2 separate regions of the Triticum aestivum genome follow, and region 2 is linked to region 1. Evidence: chromatin contacts called from public Hi-C data. All regions are on one chromosome and are shown on one strand. The core of a region is the stretch at or near the end of the contact, and the rest is flanking DNA. Distances in the headings are between cores, read along the strand shown.

Region 1 (6,584 bases), core at 2,394-4,893:
GGCATCATAACTGCTAAATGTTTCTTGATGGAGAACTGCAAGAGATCGTCGGCTTAATTGTTAGTCATTGGCGAAATGGTTGCTGATATTAGGGAGAAGTCTATTTTAAGCCATAAAGTTTGTTGCATTTTCTAACATATAAAATCCAGATTTGATTTGAACATTCTCATGGCGGTCATTAATATTAGACTTTATGGTCGACTGGTATTTTTTGGTCAAATGTAGATGAATTCTTCTTCATCTATTTAAAGTTTGTATTTAGTAAAATATTTAGAAATCAAAATAGAACTTGATCAAAGTATGCATGTTTTTGTCTAGCACCGGCATATCTTCTATTTAGGATTCGTCATATTCTTGGAGTGCCAAAAAAGCATTGAATCTAAAATAGCAAGGATTAGAAGTTTCGGTGCCAGGAATTCAAGGTCAATGAGGACCACTATCAAACTTGAAGGCTCAAATGTCATTCATATATGTGTCTTGTTGTATTAGATATGTTTCCAGCTTAAGGAAAATTGGTTAGGGTAAAACATTAAGTGCATAACTTCATATTTTTTATTTCAGTATAATCACATATATATTTGAAAAACAACAACTAAGTTTGAAAATAAATAATTTTGTATAATGATAAGGTCAAACTATTATGTACTTATGTACTCCAATTTATAAATGTTTTGTTCAAAATTACTTCATCACACATATTGATAGGCGTAATTATCTTTATCCAGAACACAAAGGTTCACTACCCTTGTAGAACTGTGGCGGTGGGTCTTATTGTTGTTTTCTTCGGCTTCGGCGGTGGGGATGGCAAGAAAATAAATTGGTCGTGGCCTCCTTGCCTGGGCGTAGGTGAGGGTGTGACGGAGGTGGAAGCCAGAGGGTGCTGCTTAGTTGTGGAAGGTGGAGGACAGAGCAACCTAGAGGGTCCTGTTCAACGGTCCACTGTGGCCTGTACGGACGGCACACAGATGAGGTTGAGGTGGCTTCAGGGGTTCGATGTGAGGAGGAAGACAGCTCGGACCTCGGAGGGTACTTATTATTCCAGTGCTTGTACTCTGTTTTCCTTATTAAAGCTTCATACAACGTATTCTTCCAAACAAGAAAAAGAAGGTAACTGGAGGTAGCGTGGCCATCAAAGTCAATGATGATGTAGGCCATTACCTTCAGACCAAAAAAAGAACTACGACAGGGTGACTCCATGTCTTCAATGTTATTTAACATTGTTGCTGACATGTTGGCTATTCTGATTGAGCGTGCTAAGCAGAACGACCAGATAGAAGGAGTAGTGCCACATCTTGTGGATGGTGGCCTCTCTATTCTGCAATACGCCGATGACACAATTCTTTTTATGGAACATGACCTAGACAAGGCTCGAAACCTAAAACTCTTGCTCTCAGCGTTTGAGCAAATGTCATGTCTCAAAATTAACTTCCATAAAAGTGAACTTTTCTGCTTTGGAGAAGCCGTTGAGGCGGCTGCCGATTATGCTGACCTCTTTGGTTGCGCACATGGCCAATTCCCGTTTAAATATTTGGGAATACCGATCCACTATCGGCGTCGCACCATTACAGAGTGGAAGCATGTAGAGGAGCGTCTAGAGAAACGATTGAGCAGTTGGAAAGGCAACCTGCTCTCAGTTGGAGGACGGCTGGTTTTGATTAACTCTGTTCTCACAAATATGGTTCTCTATATGCTTTCTTTCTTCCAACTCCCAAAAGGGTCCTGCAAAGATTGGATTATTTTAGATCCAGATTTTTTTGGCAAGGAGATGGAGAAAAGAAAAAATATCGGTTGGCCAAATGGAGCATGGTTTGTAGGCCAAAAGACCAAGGCGGCCTTGGAATTCATGACCTACAGGTCAAGAATGAGGCCTTGCTCAGTAAATGGTTGTTCAAACTTCTTACTGAGGATGGTGTTTGGCAAACCATGTTGCGCAACAAGTATCTAGGCCAAAAGGCGGTGTCCCAGGCATATTGGAAACCTGGTGACTCGCACTTCTGGGCTGGCCTAATGGCGGCAAAGAAACATCTCTTTCGCTTTGGGTCTTTCGCGATAAAAGACGGGTCGGAGATTCGATTATGGGAAGACATCTGGCTAGGCAATGCCAGTCTCAGAGAACAATATCCAGCCTTATATAACATTGCTTGCGATAAGAACAACACTATTGCGCACGTGCTCAGTTCATCCCCGCCGAACATTTCGTTTAGGCGGGATTTGATTGGCCCCAGACTTCTGTCATGGCATAATCTTTTGTCCCGGTTGGATTCGATTAACCTGACACAAGGTCGGGATGTGTTTCGCTGGAACCTTACTACATCAGGGTCTTTTACAGTAGACTCTATGTACCGTGCGCTCACACATTCTGAAGTACCAGTGAGTAATAACAAGAAAATTTGGAAGTCCAAGATTCCACTAAAAGTGAAAATTTTCATGTGGTATCTTCGTAAGGGAGTTGTGTTGACCAAAGACAACCTCGCACGACGCAACTGGTCAGGGAGTAAGAAGTGTTGTTTTTGTACGCATGACGAGACAATCAAACACCTCTTTTTCCAATGCAAGTTTGCACGTTCTACGTGGTCAATCATCCAAATAGCGTCAAATTTATATCCGCCCACAAGTGTTGCCAATATATTTGGTCACTGGTTGGACGGTATTCCAAATAGGTTTAAAGCGCTTATAAGGGTGGGAGCGTACGCCTTAATTTGGTCGCTCTGGCTATGTAGAAAGGATTTGGTTTTTAATGAAAAAAATGCTTCTCCTCTGCAGATTATTTTCCGTTGTACGCAATCGCTTCATACGTGGTCTATGCTACAACGATCGGAGCACCAATCGCTGTTCAAGGCGGTGTGTACGCGGTTGAAGCAGGTGGCTACGGAGGTTTTTTCCCAACATGGGTGGCAGCATAACCTCCGGATCGATCCACCACCACCTTCGACATAGGCATAGTGTCGGTCTATAGGACTTTACTGTTACCGATATGTCGGTTTATATTTCATGTTTTTTGTCAGACTTTTGAATTTGGCTGTGTGCATCTCAGTTATGCAGAGGCCGGGTGTTATTCATAATGTTTTGTATCCCCTTGATGCTACATTCTGAAATAATAAAATCGCCCTTTATCGAAAAACAAGAAAAAGAAAAAAGAAGAAGCATGGCTCAGAAGTTACCTTTCGTGTTGGCTCAGCCTCAGTTCCTCCTTCAAAATCGTCAATCATGTCGGCGATGCCATACATGGCGTCTTTGAGACGATTGAGCCACAAACGCATGGAATTGTTGGTGTTGGCGTCCTCAGCGTCCTTGAGGAGCGCCTCAATGGACTCGAGGGTAGCCTTCATCTCCTTGAGGTCCTTGTCCAAGTTCTGCTGCAGCTTGATCTGACCTCCCACCAGCGAACCAATCTGCTGCACCACCTCCTTCAAAAGTGCAGCGGCAATCATGGCCCCAATTTCCGACATGACTTCTCTCTAGTCAATGCGCAGAAGAGGGGTGGGGGGAATGGGGATCAGGCCTTTCTGCCGGCGTGCTCGACTGGATCTTATCGTCACAGCAATTGCCTTGGAATTTCCTTCCACATTTGTCGTGTCAGCTGACCCCAACTACAAGCGACAATATATTTGACGCTACATACAAGGCCAGATTCAAGACTTGGATCGAGTGCGTGCTGGGGTTGGGCCCCCCTGCCACGTCACTGATCTGTGGGATGGTGGTTCCAACCAATAGGAATCAAGAATAGTTTTTGTGCTTCTTTACACTGTTTTTTTTTACAAAATAAACATGTTTAAATTTAGTATATTCTCTCAAACTTTAGTAAATTTAGTGATTTTTCAAAAAAGAAAATATAAAGTCAATACACTAATTTTGCCAACAGTTGTTTCGAAACTAACGGCAAAATCTTTGCCATCATCCAAATAAGATAGACGACACCACTCAAGGTTTATGTGCCTGAGACTGTCGAAATTTTGAGGTCGCCGCCTCGACTTTCATCTGCTTTGATGCGCCCTACGTAGTCCACCCAACACCTTTCGGGTCCACGTCCCGACGTGCCACTGCTCGCTCTTGAGCCGCGATGCTACATGACCTAGTCACCCCCAGCCCAAGCTGCACAGGTCAACCACCGACAGACGACGACCTAGTCACCCGCAGCACAAGTTGCATAGGGCAACCACCCGTGGACCACAACCGTCACCGCACCTCTTACGGGGCTGCCGCCCCAACATAATGTCAAACTGCCCCCTTCGTCGACCGAGCTAACAAACCCGACACACTAGGGGCACAGAGCTGCCACCCAACCAATGTTAGTTGCCTCCCTTGCCTCATTGGGTCACTGCTGCATCACTTGCCTCATATATGTTTGGTGTTCTAGACATAGATGAAATGCTCTATAAATTTGATCAAAATTGACCAAGTTTGACTTACAATCAATATATGTATGCTTTATGTCAGGAAATGGAGGGAGTATTAAGTAATCGTCCCATTTATTTTACTCTATTGCCTTTTAAGTGCACATATAAGATTCTACAACTAAAAAAATTGCGGCAAACAACTAATTAAATGAAAAAAAAATAGTTGCAACAAACTAAACATCTATACATCGAGGGGTTTAGTTTCTACTACTAAGCACTCGCTCTAAGCACAGTACATACTCAAATTGACCTGAAATAAAAAGTGGGACTTGGTGTCTGAACAGATTGCCTACTCTATTCGGTCAACATTGACCATTAATGCATAGAGCAAGTTCTACCAACTGCTGCAAATAAAAAAAAAATCAAGTCAAGATGTAACCACTACTGGAGGCGGTTGTAACATGTAAATGTGTAGATATACCATGAAAGGATGCCTACCGACAGCTTGTGACTCAATAATTCATACAAGTTGCAGAATAATTTCATGTGTACATCAATGGGAATGCTTGCTTAGATAGAGAGGGTACATGTAGAATGGCAGTATGGATGCACAATTACCACCACAGATAAAGAAATCGCCCACACAATGAACTTTGACTGTGCCCCTATCCCTATCTAATAAAGCTCTCTCTTTCCGCTCAAAAAGAGATAAAGCCCTCTTTCCTCGCAAATCACTGTACCCTGCCCCAATCTAATAAAGCTCTCTTTCGGCACCAAAAAGAAGAGCAATGGGACTGCTAACTGTGTAGATCGTAGGCCACCACAATTGTGTTGATGGCACTCAAAACCATAATTTCTTCTCTTCTTTTTTGAAGGAAAAAACCATAATTCATTCATTCCTAAGTCATACACAGCAAGGTCTTAGCAGCCCAAGGAACACAAAACCTACCTCCTAGTTGGGAGCCCATGACCCACACTAGAGCAAAGGAAAAATAACAAGAATGACTATGAGCCGACAATCCCTATTTGATGTATCGAGCATCAAAATGTCGTTATTTTGCACAGATGCCGGGCACCAACGATGCAAATGGGCAAGCCCATGTTAGATAGCGAATCTACTACAACATCCGAGTTTGGGAAAAAGATTCCTGACCGGTTTTGGGACCCTTGGATCTTGATCGGATTTTATTGTTTTCTTTGTAGGTTTTATTTTGGTGTTTCTTTACTTTTCTCTTTCTTTTTATATCATTTCCAAAATTTCAGAGAAAATTCCAAAAAAATTCAGAAAATGTCTAATTTTTAAAAATAATCACATCTTCAAGATATGTTAGATATTATGAAAAAAGTTCACAACTATAAAAAATTGAGTTTTAAATTTTTGCATTTTATAAAAAATGTCAAAATTGTGAAAAATTATTTGAGTTTACACAATTGTTCACAATTCCTAAATTTTATTCATATATTTGCAAATTCGAAAATTGTTCAGAATTTCGAGAAACAAACATACCTTTTTAAAAATGTTCACAAATTTGAAAAAAATATTCATAATTTCAATGAATGTTCTCATTTTTTCAAAAAATATTTGAGTTTTAAAAATGTTTCTGCTTTCAAATAATGTTTATAACTTCGAAAAAAAACATTTGCAAAAACAATGTTGGGAAAAAATGTTCACACATTTGAAAACTGTATGTGTTGTCATAAAATGTTCGGGTTTTCAAGAAACGTTCAAAAATCTCAAAATAATGTTCACAATTAAAAAAACCATATTTTTCCAAAAATACTATTTGAAACAAAAAAAATAACTAGGGAAATCGGTCGATACATTGCGACAATCTTCTTGTGTAGGCATTGCTTTTGGAGAATCTCTTGTGTAGTCTTGGTGTTGTATTCGGTGGTGGTTTGGGTGTTGCTATTGCAAGTGTTCCATCACCGCCATGGGGGCTTTGTTTGTTTTCTATTTCTCTTTCTTTTTTCTTTTTTGGCTATGTGCATCCTTGATGTCTTTGGACATCTTGTTGTTGCAGAGGATGGATGTAATTGGTATCTTCGCGATATTAATATATTCTCTTTTATCAAAAAAAGCAAAAGAGCTGGTGCGTTCCAATGGAAGAAAAAAATATAATTTCTAATGGCGATGACCACATTTTGTTCACATCTCATTGCATGATTTTGAAAATTTGTTCACAAATGCAAGAAAATGTTTCTTTTTAAAAATTTATTTACAAATTGAAGCAATGTTCACATTTT
Region 2 (5,752 bases), core at 2,782-5,281, 130 kb after region 1:
ATAAACATGTGCACTATATAAACAAGCATAGTATGAATTACCAACCAACTACCTTTGAATGTTGAAGGAAGGAAAGCTTCAAAAGCTGAGTAATGTACATCTCGCCGAGCTCCCAAGCGGTGAATGTTGGTGTTGCCCCAATAAAAGAAAGAGAAATCCACTGGTGAATTAGATCATCTTTAGATATCTCGAATCCTTTTGGGAAGATTGACCAATAGGCAAAGCAGAGCTTCAAATACCGAGGCATAAAAGTATAGCTTAACCTCAAGGATGCAAGCACCCGTGTTACAGCTTTATCTTTTGGATCTAAACAAGAAGCAGATACTTTCCAGATATCACTGTCTCTCACTTTCTTCCATTGATGATAGGTCATAGTTTCCAAAATGGGTCCAATTGATTGAGCAGCTAAAGCCACACCTCCACACTTCACTGCAATGGCTTCCCCAATGTCCTTCAACTGTTCTTTATCATCTCTAGATTCAAAGCCACTTTTTTGCTTAATTATAGTCCAACACATCTCATCCGTCAGTGATGCTAGCTCATGTGGGGGGATGGTCGAAATTTTTGTTTGACTATGAATGGCCGAAATTTTCCTCGCAATCTCCTCATTGCGTGTGGTTGCTATAACAACTACCTTGCTACCCGTTCCAACCTTAAGCATGGCAATCAGACTATCCAATTGGGAATCATCCTCCACCCACAAATCATCTAGAATAATCAGAATCTTCTTATTGGCAAGTAGCTTTGCAAGTGATCTATGTATCATCTGCTTTTCAGTGTAGGGACTCTCATTCTCTGACAGTTGACTTATTAATGAATTGCCAATTTTGTTCAAATCAAATGTCTCCGATACATAAATCCATACCCGGATGTAGTCTTCAAATTTTGTTTTATTATTGTAAATCATTTTCGCTAGGGTCGTCTTGCCAAGGCCTCCAATGCCGTGTATTGCAAGGACAATGAGCTCTTCTATTATGCTCTCAGCTAAAGAAACCCATATTTTATTTTCCTCTTCGGTCCTCCCAATGACTGATGCCTCAATGGTTGATGATGTTTCACGCATTTGTATCAGATTCGGTTCATCGGCATTAGTGCCCGGCACTAACATGAATTTCTGGTATTGATCTGTGATCCCCTGCAGTTCCTCTCTCATCATCTTCATCTTGTTAGCCATTGTGAACTTGGGTCCGATTGTGAAACAAGGCATCATAACTGTTAGATGTTTCTTGATAGAGAACTGCAAGAGATCATTAGCATAATTGTTAGTCATTGGCAAAATTGTTGGTGATATTAGGAAAAATTCTATTTTAAGCCAGAAAGTTTGATGCATTTTCTGACATGCCTAACATATTAATTTTAGACTTTATGGTTGACTGGTATTTTTTGTTCAAATGTACATGAGTTCAACTTCGTCTATTTAAAATTTGTATTCACTAAAATATTTAGAAATGGAAATAGAACTTGGTGAAAGTATGCATCTTTTTTTTCTAGCACCAGCATATCTTCTGTTTTGGATTCATCGTATTCTTGTTGTGCCAAAAAAGCATTGAATCTAAAATGGCAAGGATTAAAAGATGCAATGCCTGGAATTCAAGGTCGACAAGTACCGCCATCAAACTTGAAGGCTCAAATGATTATTTCCTATATATGTCTTGTTGTATTAGATATGTTTCCGGCTTAAAGAAAAGGACTGTTATATTTTTAAGCAATAGGCATGATCGATTCCTGCGAACACTAATCCCACCCCTCCACCACCCCGCGAGTTGTCTTTCTCTCATCGTGCATGCGTTGTGTAGTTGCTTTGAGTATGCATGCATGCATGTGAGATGAAATTGCTAATGTCATCAAAGATTCTATTGAAATTCAAATTTCAAAATGTTCTGTAGCTTAAACCGTCGCTTCGATTAAAAATCCGTTTTCACGTAAAAAATTCGTCGCGATGAGATCTTCGAAACTAGATCTCATGTTCGTATGTTTCGACGACTTTTTTAGGTAAAAGTTACCATGCGCATGCTACGCAAGTTACCAGGTGAGTTGCCCATAAGTTATCATGTTATTTACACATAAATTACCGGGCATATTTTTTTCCCAAATCTTCTCTTACATGCACATGGGTTCATGCATTAGAGGAAAAAAATTCTAGTGACTTTGTAAACAAAACTCCATTGAACTCAAAAATACAAAAAAATCCATTGAACTCAAAAATTCAAAATGTTTTGTAGCTCAAATCGTTGCTCGATTGAAAATTCATCTTCACATAGAAAATCGGTCTTGACGAGATCTTCGTAATTAGATCCCATGTTGATATGTTCTGATAACTTTTTTATGTCAAAAAAGTTATCATGTCTCGGCGATGTAAGTTATCACGTCTGCCATACACAAGTTACCATGCCATTTACATAGAAGTTATAGGGGTATGTTTTATCAAAAAACTTTTATCCCGGGGTCAAAAGTGATTTTGGTGTTTGTAATGAATTATCAACTTTGTTATATGTATATTACCATGTTGCATAAAAGTTATCGATGTACGTTTTTCAACAATTTTCATCCCCCTCAATCAAAAAATTACCACAATGTTTGTCTATGAGTTATCAGCTCTCCTGTGCGTGTATTATCATGTTGTTTATTATTGGAGGTATTTTTCAACAACTTTTTCCCCGGTCAGGAAGTTACCACGCATGGATTTGAGTAAGTTATCAGCTCTGTTATGTATATATCATGATATTTACACACAAGTTATGAGGATATATTTTTCAACAAACTTTTATCCCAGGGTTTATAAGTTACCGTGGGGTTTGTAATGAGTTATCAACTTTGTTGTGTCTATAATACCATGTCATTTGCACGGAAAGTACTAGGGGTATGTTCGCCTTAGTTATCAGGTATGCAGTGCTTATATTACCATAATGTTTACGAAAAAATTATTGAGGTTATGTTTTTCAAACAGTTTTTCCTTAGGGTCCAAGTTATTGCGGGGTGTTTGTACCTAAGTTATCAGTATGCGGAAATTACCATGTTATTTACACATAAATTACCGGGGAGGTATGTTTTCAACAAATTTTTTCCGTCGGTCAAAAATTACCATGGTATTTATACATAGGTTATATATCAGCTCAGTTGTGCGTAAATTACCATGCTATTTGCACAGAAGTTATCGGAGGTATTTTTCAATAATTATTTCTCCCGATCAAAATTTACCGTGTTTGTTTGTATGAAAATCGGCACTGTTCTGCGCAAATTATCATGCTTTCTGCATAGAAGTTATCCATCTAGTGTTCCTGTTAAAGTTGCGAGTTCGACCTCGATAGTTTTTAAGAAAGAAAAAAAAACTGAAAAAAATGGAACAACGGGAGGAGAACCATGTGACAAGATCTGCAAAAAAATATGAAGTGTACCTGAACACCAAAGTAAAAATATCATTTAATATGTAATTAGAAACAACCTATTGCCTGCCTACATGGTTACCAGATTGATAACTAATAGCATCTGAGCCATCACGTCCTAGGTTCGAATCCCGCAAGGCGTTTTTGCTTCTTTTTTCCCGAGTTTAAAAAATGCAACTGCCAAAATTTCGCACCTTCTTGTTTGGACGTGCGGGCATAACGGATCTATCGCTATATTCAGAACGTTCAGAATTTACAAATTCCCTTCGTAATTTCCTTACAACGGATTTTTGATGAAACAAAAAACATGGTTCCGAGTTACCTTGCGTGTTGGATCAGCCTCAGTTCCCGCTTCAAAATCATCAATCATGTCGGCGATGCCATACATGGCGTTCTTGAGACGATCGAGCCACAAACGCATGGAATTGTTGGTGTTGGTGTGCTCAGCGTCCTTGAAGAGCGCCTCAATGGACTCGAGGGTAGTCTTCATCTCCTTGAGGTCCTTGTCGAAGTTCTGCTGCAGCTTGATCTGACCTCCCACCAACGAACCAATCTGCTGCACCACCTCCTTCAAAAGTGCAGCGGCAATCATGGCCCCGATGCCCGCCATGGCTTCTCTCTCGTCAATCTGTGTGTGGGATGCGCAGAAGAGGGGTAGGGGGGGATGGGGAATAACACCTTTCTGGTGGCTGGATCTTATCGTCAGAGCAATTGCCAAGAAGTCTCCCTCCATAATACGTATCGGTCATGTCAGCTCCCCCTAGCTAGGCATCTTCCTAACGATTTCTTTTGTTTGATTCCTGTGGGCTATGCTTTGTCTTGTAGTAAATTGGACAATATACTCCGTATTTGATAACTTATAATAAGGTGATGATTCTGGATCTTGGTTTGATGCTATAGGTGCAATGCTTCTTAGTGGTTGTTTTCCACGCCAGTTTTTTGTTTGGTTGGGTGCAGTGGATGCGTTAGGTACAAGACTAATTTACTACGGGGCCTAAATTATTTATCCGCTAAACAAACTCTCTGCTGCTGGTACTAGACTAGGTTAGATGCTGCGTGAGGCAAAAAAAAAAAAAAAAAAAAAAAAGAGGTGATAACAGAACAGAGAAGAGAGATTTGGGGAAGGGAACGAGTTAGAGCATCTCCAGCCGTTCGGCCCCCAGGGCGCCGAAAAAGAGCGGCCTGGGGGCGAGCCGGCGCTAGATCGCCCCCTGGGGTTGTGTTCGCTCCCAGTCACGCGTTCACGGTCGCCGCGGGTTTGGCGAAGTTCGTTTCAATTTATTTGCAAACTCGCCGACTTTTGCATGAACTCGGCCATTTTTCGTCGAAATTTGTACAAAAACTTGAAAACATGCATGAACTAACTTAAAAATGAACTAAAAGCCTAGCCGCTGCCGCCACCTTCGCCGCCGCCGCCGTCTACATGCCGAGAAGCCTGTACAAGCGGGTGTAGTCGCCGCCGCCGCCGTCGTCGTCGCGCGCCTCACCTGCGGCGTCCCTGCTGCATCCCTCGCCGGGGTCGCCGACAACGCTTGACGGCCCGGCCTCGTCCTTGTCGTCGTTGTCGATGATGATAACGCCGCCCTCCTCGGCGGCGCGGCGACGCTCCTCGGCGCGGCGACGGGCCTCGGCGCGGCTACGGGCCTGGGTCTCCAGGTACGCCCGACGCTGGCGGCGCACCTGCTCGCGGACGTAGTCCTCCCTCGCCCATTTGAGTGCGGACTCGTCATCGGGGGCCACCATGCCGGCGTGTTCCGGCTTCACGGGGAGCATGTCCGGCTCGGGCTTCGGCCGGACCAAGCGGAGGGAGCGCCTTGTCGGTGTCGTTGCAGGCGAGGGCTCGTTGATGACGAGGGCGCCGCTGCGAGCGCGACGCCCGAGCGGTGTCTCCTCCGGCTCGGGCTTGACGGGGCGGAGGGCCGGCGAGCCGGAGCCCGACGACGAGGACGACCCCGGCTCCATTCGCCGCGGCATCCAGGAACTGCCGCGGCGGCGAGAGAAGGAGGGCCGCGTCGGGTACTCCAGCCGCGGCACATTGCCGGTCTCGATGTGGTCGAGGACGGCGTCGAGTGTGCGGCCGGGGACGCCCCACCACTCGCGCCGTCCTTCGGAATTGAGGCGGCCACGGGGGATGATGCCGTTGACGGAGGCAATCTGCTCCTCGCGGCGGCGCTCAAAGTACAGTGTCCACAGCGTTTCGCTGTCGGGCGCGTACCTCGGCTCGTTCCGCTGCTCCTCCGTCAACGAGGAGCGGACGCGGGCGATCTCCGCCCGCCGTGCCGCCCCTTCGGGGACTGGCGGCACCGGGACGCCGGCGGCGCTCAGTATCCGCGCCCCCGGCACGCGCATGTCGGGGGGCGCCGGGTACT

What was found. Hi-C and Micro-C count contacts between places; a contact is called where the count stands out from the background.
Region 2: a contact with region 1 is called in a Hi-C map of leaf, with 4 times the contacts expected there. The contact joins the promoter of LOC123056198 here to the enhancer-like site in region 1. A contact is called at or near these places in 2 of 5 Hi-C or Micro-C datasets (both in leaf).

The regions. Positions count from the first base shown.
Region 1 is chr2D:652,324,313-652,330,896 of IWGSC CS RefSeq v2.1, forward strand. No RefSeq gene overlaps it. Among protein-coding and RNA genes, the nearest start is that of LOC123055402, 41 kb to the left of the region's middle. Within about 2 kb of position 3,644, at least 6 of the 8 cell types and tissues checked have an H3K27ac peak or open chromatin away from gene starts, as enhancers often do. A contact at or near this core is called in leaf, where this site is marked.
Region 2 is chr2D:652,456,969-652,462,720 of IWGSC CS RefSeq v2.1, forward strand. LOC123056198 (disease resistance protein RGA2) reads right to left here and starts at 4,032. Exons shown (of 5, transcript XM_044479890.1): 1 at 3,706-4,032; 2 at 281-1,237. The coding sequence starts at 3,993.